Linked DNA regions of Gossypium arboreum: all the other regions are linked to region 2. Evidence: chromatin contacts called from public Hi-C data. All regions are on one chromosome and are shown on one strand. The core of a region is the stretch at or near the end of the contact, and the rest is flanking DNA. Distances in the headings are between cores, read along the strand shown. Region 1 holds the start of LOC108454593. Region 2 holds the start of LOC108455950 (putative phytosulfokines 6). Region 3 holds the start of LOC108454380 (histone deacetylase HDT1-like).

Region 1 (2,700 bases), core at 192-2,691, 350 kb after region 2:
ATATTTAAAAATTTAGTTCAAAAGATTTTTATTTTATTTAATCGATCTGTATCAAATTTGGATCCAATTAGTCCAACTAATTAATAAAATTCAGTTCAAACAACGATACTATTATGAGTAGTGGTATGAGGCTAAATTTTCAAACATGATATATTAGTTTTTCTTTCCGTATGAAATTATTATTTAATTATTTTTTTGGGTTTGTGATAATTTTAGTAGAGATGACTAAAATATTTATTTAAATAAAACAAAATTTTATTCACAATTAACCTCTAAACTATATATATTTTTTTATATTGATACTTAAATTTCTATTTATATGATACTAAATTTTACTTCAGTCAATCGTTTCAGCCTATTTAAGTTAACATCGTTAAAAAACCGTTCAACATGTGGAGCCAACCGAAGTATGGGCCATGTCATTTTTATATACATCATCATCATCCATATGGAATAAATATATTATATATTAAACTTAAGTTAAATTAATTTATTTATTTTATTCTCTCTTGACCCCTCTTCTTCTTCAATCCAAAAGCCATTTTCATGTTCCCTTCTTCATTTCCAGCAAACCATTTAGTCTAATGCAAATGCAGAATTGATATCATTTTTCATGGAAAATACGTTTAAATCTACTGCAAATTGAGGTTTTAAAAAACCCATCAAAATTCGATCAACCAAATGAAAGCTTGGATTTGCCAAAAAAAAATAATAATAATAAAAGAAAGATAGGGTTTGGCTGAATCAATTTTTTTATTTAACACCATTTGAGTTTTGGACTTAAAAGTATAATAAAAGTTTAGGTATTTATATGGAAAAAAGTTCAATGGGAAAATGAGTATAGTTTAAGGGATTAATAATAAATAAAGCCTAAAACAAAACTAAGAACGTCAACATTTTTAAAGAGTAAAAACTAGGAAGTTAGATTGGTCCACATGGTAGTCACGTGGACTCAACACTAAACCAATATTCTTCTAGTGGGTTAAATCCATTATAAGTACCAAACATATAGTTTACATTCTAATTTGGTCTTTAAATTTTAAAATATTTTAATTGAGACTTAAAGTATCAATATTGTAAAATATATTTTACAAATGTGGATTAAATTGTAAAAATGGGTGCACCTATCATATAAACAACTTGGATCTGACGTGTTAAAAAAAAAAAAAATTCTAAATTTTATCAAAACTATTTTTTTTTTATAAAAAAAACTTGATATCCAAGTTTTTCATATGCAAGGTGCCCAATTTTTTTTAAATATACCCAAAATAATGGCATGATTAATGCAATATTAATAATTTGAGGACTCAATTAAAGCATTTTGAAACTTAGGGACGAATATAGAATCTGGTGGATAGTTTGGGGGGATTGATGAAGTTTGACCCTATCTTTCCGTAGGTGTTATAAATTTAGTGGACGATAGAACTTTTACTTTTAGGCTTAAGGTTAAGGAGGCTCAATACTTCACCAGCGCACTTTAACACGAAGCCCGCTACCCAACAAGCAAAGCCACAGAAATGTGATATCCGCGGGCAATTACCAGTCAGAGCGGTAGAGTAATGAGTAATGCGCGAAAAATGAAATTATCTATTTCCCATCAACCGGGTATAGCCAGTAACCCAAGAGAATAGTAGATTGAGTGCGATTCAATGATTCTGGCTCGTTCTTCGCTTTCCTTCCCATATAAAGTGCCTGCGAGGGTTGGGTACTAGAGGCAGTCAGTTTCCCATCCTTTCTTTCATAGCTTCTCTACTTTGCCTTTTGGTTCTCTGTTTATTTACAGCTATACCATTCAGCTAATGATAGCTTACTGTGATCGGAAACTCGAGAGCCGTCGCTCTGTCCCCGCTCTCGGTTTCCCTCGGTTTAGGTTTTTCCGCCACCGGCGATTGCGGTAATCATTGTCTCACTCTCCAACCTAAAAAAGCAGCGAAGAGAAGTTTTATTTATTTATTTATTTAAGATTTGAATCACTGTATAATATACCACGGTCGATCATTTCAATCCGATGAGGAATTCAAAAAATAACCGTAAGGAACCGGAGAAGAGCCGGAGGGTAAGGTTATCTGAAAGGGCGTCGTCGTTTCACGGGAGAATCCAGACGATGGAACCGGTGGAGCTGAGGCGGCCGAAGACGCTTCCCGACCTGCTTCCAGAGAGGTCTACTTCACTCTCATCCGATGCGAGGCCGCCGAAGTTGACGAAGCTGCTATTGAACGTGACGATTCAAGGGAGCCTCGGAGCCGTGCAAGTGGTGATGTCACCGGAAAACACTGTCGGTGACTTAATAACGGTCTCCGTCAGGCAGTACTCGAAGGAAGGTCGGCGACCGATGCTGCCGCCAACGGACGCCGCGCTATTCGATCTCCATTATTCTCAATTCAGCTTAGAAAGTAAGAAAAAAAAAAAACTACCCCCGAAAATTTATTAGCCGTTAGATCAGGTTTCTATATTTTTGGGGAAACGTACGGCTGTAATTGATTGCCAATATTTTTGGGTTTGTGTGATAGCAGGTTTGGGAAGGGAAGAGAAGCTGATCGCGTTGGGATCAAGAAATTTCTTCTTGTGCACAAAAACGGCGGCATCAAAGGACGGCCAGAATAAAACGGCGTCGTGCTCAAATGAAGCGGAAAGTGTTACAAAAAGCTCGAAACCTTGGTTCAAATTCATGGATTTCTTGTTTTAGAAGCATTTTTTATG
Region 2 (2,700 bases), core at 136-2,635:
GTTTATGGTTTTTCCAAAATTTTGCTTTGAACAGCAAGGATTGAAGTTAAGAGTCTTAATAGTTTCACTGATAAAAAGAAGAATAATATCTCATGGTAGTGATTCTTAACAGGAAAATCCAAGCACACATTCTGATTCCAAGGAGACGATCCAACTTATTTATTAATGACGAATTTTAATATGATTTACTTATAGAATCCGATACCTTCAATGGTCTTTTTTTTTTTTAAGGCTTTTAATTCTTCCTGCAAAGTAACGAACAATTCAAATCTTCCAAAAGAGAAGCATAATCACCATTTTTTTAATTCGGACATAAAAAACACCATCAAGAGACGACAAAACTCAAAAGCACTATCTCATCTGACATACTCTAAAAAAATGAAGTGGCTCCCTCCCCACCCCACCATTGTTATAGTGAAACAGCAACCACTGTTTTCCAAAAATAAAAAATAAATAAAAGATTGCACCATCTTTTTCCATGCATGAATAAACAAATTCCCACGGCATTACTAACCATGATAGAAATTACTTATTAATCAATTGTGGCCGACAGCATAAAAAAAATTGATTTCATATCCTTGCCTGGCATCTAGGAAAAGTATCATTTTCAAAGTTGCCAAAAACTTATCAATTTAGAAAGATACGATTGGTATTGTTGATGGGGTGACAATGCTAAGTTCATATTTGTGTTTAAATTATCAATATTTTTTTATAATTATGATAGGATTTAAATTCGTATTATATAAATTTGGTTGGGGTTGCCGTTAGTGCAGGTTGCTGACGCGGGGTTGCAATTAAGAGTGGGGGTCTTTGTAGTGTGTATTTTGGAATGCTTTTCTCATGCTCCATGTTTTCTTTACTGACCCAACATTAATTAATAAAAGATTAGTTTAGCATTTTGTATGACGGTGTTTTCGTAAGTGCAATCAATAGACACTTGTCAAAACATGGTGATGTGTTAAAACTTAAAACATGTGATGATGGGCAACAGCTGTTAGCAATGTCCAAAAGGTTGACTTGTTAGACGCTGTCAAAACCACTATTACATTGATCTATGAGAGTTCTTGGACTTTGCTTGGACCACCCTGGTAGACAGTGACTCAAGCTCTTTCTCTCCCCTCTTAATATTGCTGCTGTTGTCACACGTTTAAAGACCTTAAATATTATTGTAATCCAAGATCATGGTTTTTACTTTTTAGCCATTAGCCCCACATCTTGAGTAAATAATTATTGTTTGTGGGGGGTTATGGCCTATGTGAAACAGCCTTCATGTGATTAACTTCCGGTGCTAAGCTTTTCTTCGCACGTATTTATATGCAACATATCCCCACTTCCATTTCCACCATTCCAATTCCCAACACACACACTCTCTCTCTCTCTCTCTCTCTCGCTTACTTGAAGGGCAGTGTGGCTAAAACCATGAAGCAAAGCTTTATTTCTGGTGTTCTTCTTCTCTTCTTCCTGTTTCTTATTTCCTCTTCCCATTTATCTGCTCGTTCCCTAGCAAACAAACAAGGTAAGTGCCTGCCTGTGAGCACCCCATTTTTTTTATTCGGTTTTCGAGGAAATTCGAATTTGGATCCGAGATTTCCGCAGCAATGAACCTATCTTCTTCATCTGCAGGAAAAGAAGAGGTAGAGCTTACTCAAACAGCGGATATGGAAGACAATGAACTAATGAATGTAAGCTTCAAATCCTATCTCTTTTTCATCAGCCTTTCATCTTTTAATATTTGGCTAAATATTTTGATGTTTTTGTTTTCCAATGCTTTGCAGCAGCTATTGGGGGTAGAAGCTTGTGATGCTGGAGATGATGAATGCTTGAAGAGAAGAATAATCTCAGAGGCTCACTTGGATTACATTTACACCCAGCATCATAAGCCTTGAGGACTATTCCTTGTATATATTCTTGTTAAGTTGTTCCATGTATAATTAAGTTGTCTGGGAACCTTCAGAATGGATTATGGTTAAGGTTTATGAATATGTATGTTAGTATAAACTTAATTATGATTATTAATGTAAGTGTTAAACCTAATTATGTAGCTAAATAGTTTTGTAATATGTGAGATTTGCCTCTGGGGTGTTATATTATTTTGACTTGATAAAACCAAGGTAAGATGTTGAAAAGCAAAGCCAAAAGTAGTTCCCCACCACCCAAAGTAGTTCCAAAGTTTTATGGAAAGACAGTTTCAAATCTAAGCTAGTTTGGTGACTATGGGATTCAAAGCAATTAAGTGGACAGTTGGGGAATTTATGCTCTTGCAAATTTAGTCACAGATTTCTACTGCATTAATTCACTTTCGGCTGTTCAAAGTTCCCAATCCTATGGCATACTAGGCTGAAGCTGCCGATTCTACAACTTATCTTAAATAACTCCTTTTGACCACTTCAGCCTACTGATCTGATAAGTCTTAAATATCACTACTTCAAAGTGTATATTATGTTGTTGAAGGAAGAACAATAAATGGCAGCCTCTTCTTTCCCCATGCATGATGACCCAATTTCATAACCCAACGTTTATTAGGTAAAGTTGCAAGGAATTTCAGCAAGGATTCTGGTTTAATCTTCTAAATGAAGAAATCAGTGCCGAGCTCTCGGTTCGATTTCAAGTTTAATTGGAATTTAATGTGACCAGAAGTTATCAGATCAGGAAAAAGAGTTGCATGACTGACCTTTTAGGGAATGAGATTAAGGGTAGCCA
Region 3 (2,981 bases), core at 123-2,622, 490 kb after region 2:
ATATTTTATAATAAAATAAAAATTAAAAATATAATTATTTGTGGAATAGTTTACTATTTAATTTTAAAAATTATATTTAAAATAATAGGTAAAATAACACAAAACATGATTAGCAATATAATAATTACTAATCTATAGAATTTTAATTTTAATATAATAGTCCCTAATACTTTTAAAATTTAAAATTTAATTCCTTTACTTAGATCAAATCCTAAAATAATACTAATGTTTGTACACACGAACCTTAAATATATCATTCCTATTATAAATTCTTGTAAATATATTACTACGTATTGAAATTTCTTGTAATTAAAAATATAATTCTTACGTAAGAATTGCTTTCATGTAATAAATGCAATTTCAGTTCACTTAGAAATATTATTACGAAATTTATATTTTCTAAATCAGCAAGTTTGGTATATTGGCCGTGAAGTATTTAACTCCCTTTGAAATTTTATCACATATTTTATTTTTATTTTTAAATTTCGAGATAAATTTTAAGATTATATATTAACTTTGATTCAATGTGTGACTTGATATATGAATTTTAATTTAATATAATTATATACATGTAACTTCGATTGTGGTTCAAATACATACATGAAACTTTAATTTTGATTCAGTCATACACATTTAAAGAAATAAATAATCAAATTTATTTTTATATTAGATAAATATAATTATATGTGTATGCAATATATAAACATAAAATAATGCTATATCAATAATTGTATTAATGATTTGTGAGAATTTGATCAAATCAAAATTTCGTGTATAAATTTGCACATTAAATTATAGTTTATGTATAGTTTTGAAATTTATCCCTTAAATTTTTAAATGCAATTTAAGGTCACATATCAAAATCTTAACTTTACTTGTGGAGTGAAAATTTGCTGAGGTGTCGGTCATTGAACGCGGCCAATTTTTTTACCCAAATATTTTTTTGAACAATTTCATTATAAGTTCTAATCATATCTTTTTTTTTTTACACAATGCCTAAAACCCATAACTCCTCCCAACCTATAAATAAGAGGATAATGTGTTTTAGTACATTTGAACCCACATCCTTCTGTATTGACAACAATACTCATACTAATCAAGTTAAAACTCAATTAATTTTTTTAAAACCCGAATTTTAAGTGCCAAACAACCTAGATAAAAGAGTGATATTGATATGGAGATATGAGGCCTAGTCTTTAGGTATTTGTAGATAGTTTTAGTGATGGGCTTATTATGGGCTTTACGAAACATATGGGTTGATCATAATTGGGTCAGTCCGAAAAGGAAGCCTTCACAAACAAATCCTTGAATATTGAAAAGAAATAATTATTTTTTTTTTAAAAAACCCTAGAAATAAAATAAGCGGCAACTATCTTATAAATTCATTTCGATTGCCATTCAATTCTCTTCTTTGGAAGGCGTGTTTTTACTCTCACCTTCTCCCACTCCTCGTAAAACCCTAGTTCTCAGACGCCACTAAAACCTTAGTCCTCTCACTCGTCTTTCATCATCCTCATAAATGGAGTTCTGGGGTAACCCATTCTTTCTTTTACTTATCTCTCTTCGATTTTATGTTTATGTTTCTTTTACTTTTTGAAGCTTTGATTTTTTTTAAAAAAAATTCTAATGAAATGATGCTAGCTTTCCCTTGGGTTTTATTTGAACTTCTCTCTTTCAATGGGAAGCTTGTTTTTGTGGCCGTGTTTGATTGGGTTTTGGTTTACTGTTGTCAACGCTAATAGCATTAGTTGCTGGTTTCATTATTTGAGATTTATCAGTATGATTTGACACATGGTAATTATTTTGTCATTGGATGGTAGCTTGTTGAAAATGATTATATGCAAATTATATTTTTCAGGATTATACTTAAGACATGGACATATTGTTTTTATTTCAAATTGGGTTAATCAAATTGGATCATCTTTTATGCTACTATTAGGTATTGAAGTTAAAGCTGGACAGCCTATTAAAACGGACCCTGGTGCCAGTCATGTCATCCATCTTTCCCAGGTTGGAAACTGTCTAACTTGATGTTGTTATCTATTGTTGTTTGTCTAAAATCATCTGCTTTGTTGCCTTATGTTTTAGGCAACACTTGGTGAGTCAAAGAACAAAGCAGAGTCGGTTCCTCTCTATGTGAATGTTAATGGGAAGAAACTCGTTCTCGGAACACTTTCCCACCAGAATTGCCCGCAATTGTGTTTTGATTTAGTATTTGAGCAAGGCTTTGAGCTCTCTCACAACTGGAAAAATGGGAGCGTCTATTTCCTTGGTTACAGAACTTTTGTCCCAGAGGAAGGATATCCTTTTATCAATAGCAATTATTTTGTTTTTCTTTTTTGTAATAACCAAACTTATTTTTTTAATGTGAATTTTGCCTGTGAAATCTTGTGCTTCCTTGACTTCTATGCTGTTTTCTGTCACCTCTGATGATGAATTTGGTGAGTAATGGAATATATCTTTTGCCTAATTGCAAATTGCTTTAATCAAGTTTTTCTCATGCATATTATTCTTATATACAGATAGTGAGGAAGAAAGTAGCGAGGATGAGGAACTTCCTGTGGCTGCTGAAAACGGTTAGTTCTCTTTGTGTACTGGAATTTAGTATCAATAATTGAAGATTCTACTAATTTGCACTTTCAACCTGCAAACATTTTCTTCCATTACAGGAAAAGCTAAGACAGATGCAAAAACGGCTAATGCTGGGAAACCTGATGCTGTAAAACAAGCTGTCAAGATAACTGAACCAAGTGATAACAAGAAAAATGAGGACGATGATGATGATAGTGATTCCGAGGATGGAAGTGGTTCTGATGATGAAGATGATTCCGAGGATGAAGATGCAGAGGTCCTTTTCTCAAAACTAAGCAAAACCATAATTTCATATTGAATGTTTTTCCTTTGTTCTGAGTGGTGTTTTGTTTGATATGACTTTAATTTTATTGTCAATGACTTCAGTTTGATAATTTTTAAGGATTTGT

What was found. A called contact is a pair of places that touch in the nucleus more often than the background predicts.
Region 1: a Hi-C map of leaf shows a contact between it and region 2, with 2.0 times the contacts expected there. The contact joins the promoter of LOC108454593 here to the promoter of LOC108455950 in region 2. A contact is called at or near these places in 2 of 5 Hi-C or Micro-C datasets (both in leaf).
Region 3: a contact with region 2 is called in a Hi-C map of leaf, with 2.9 times the contacts expected there. The contact joins the promoter of LOC108454380 here to the promoter of LOC108455950 in region 2. A contact is called at or near these places in 2 of 5 Hi-C or Micro-C datasets (both in leaf).

What each region holds. Positions count from the first base shown.
Region 1 is chr9:68,900,485-68,903,184 of ASM2569848v2, reverse strand. LOC108454593 reads left to right here and starts at 1,441. Exons shown (of 2, transcript XM_017753100.2): 1 at 1,441-2,393; 2 at 2,514-2,700. The coding sequence starts at 2,009. The coding sequence ends at 2,686.
Region 2 is chr9:69,254,433-69,257,132 of ASM2569848v2, reverse strand. It overlaps LOC108455950 (putative phytosulfokines 6), which reads left to right and starts at 1,385. Exons shown (of 3, transcript XM_017754536.2): 1 at 1,385-1,516; 2 at 1,624-1,682; 3 at 1,779-2,047. The coding sequence starts at 1,420. The coding sequence ends at 1,886. It overlaps LOC128280380 (a long non-coding RNA gene), which reads right to left. Exons shown (of 2, transcript XR_008270553.1): 1 at 2,672-2,700; 2 at 993-1,617.
Region 3 is chr9:68,767,849-68,770,829 of ASM2569848v2, reverse strand. It overlaps LOC108454380 (histone deacetylase HDT1-like), which reads left to right and starts at 1,372. Exons shown (of 10, transcript XM_017752824.2): 1 at 1,372-1,532; 2 at 1,940-2,010; 3 at 2,089-2,300; 4 at 2,425-2,441; 5 at 2,523-2,576; 6 at 2,670-2,848. The coding sequence starts at 1,520.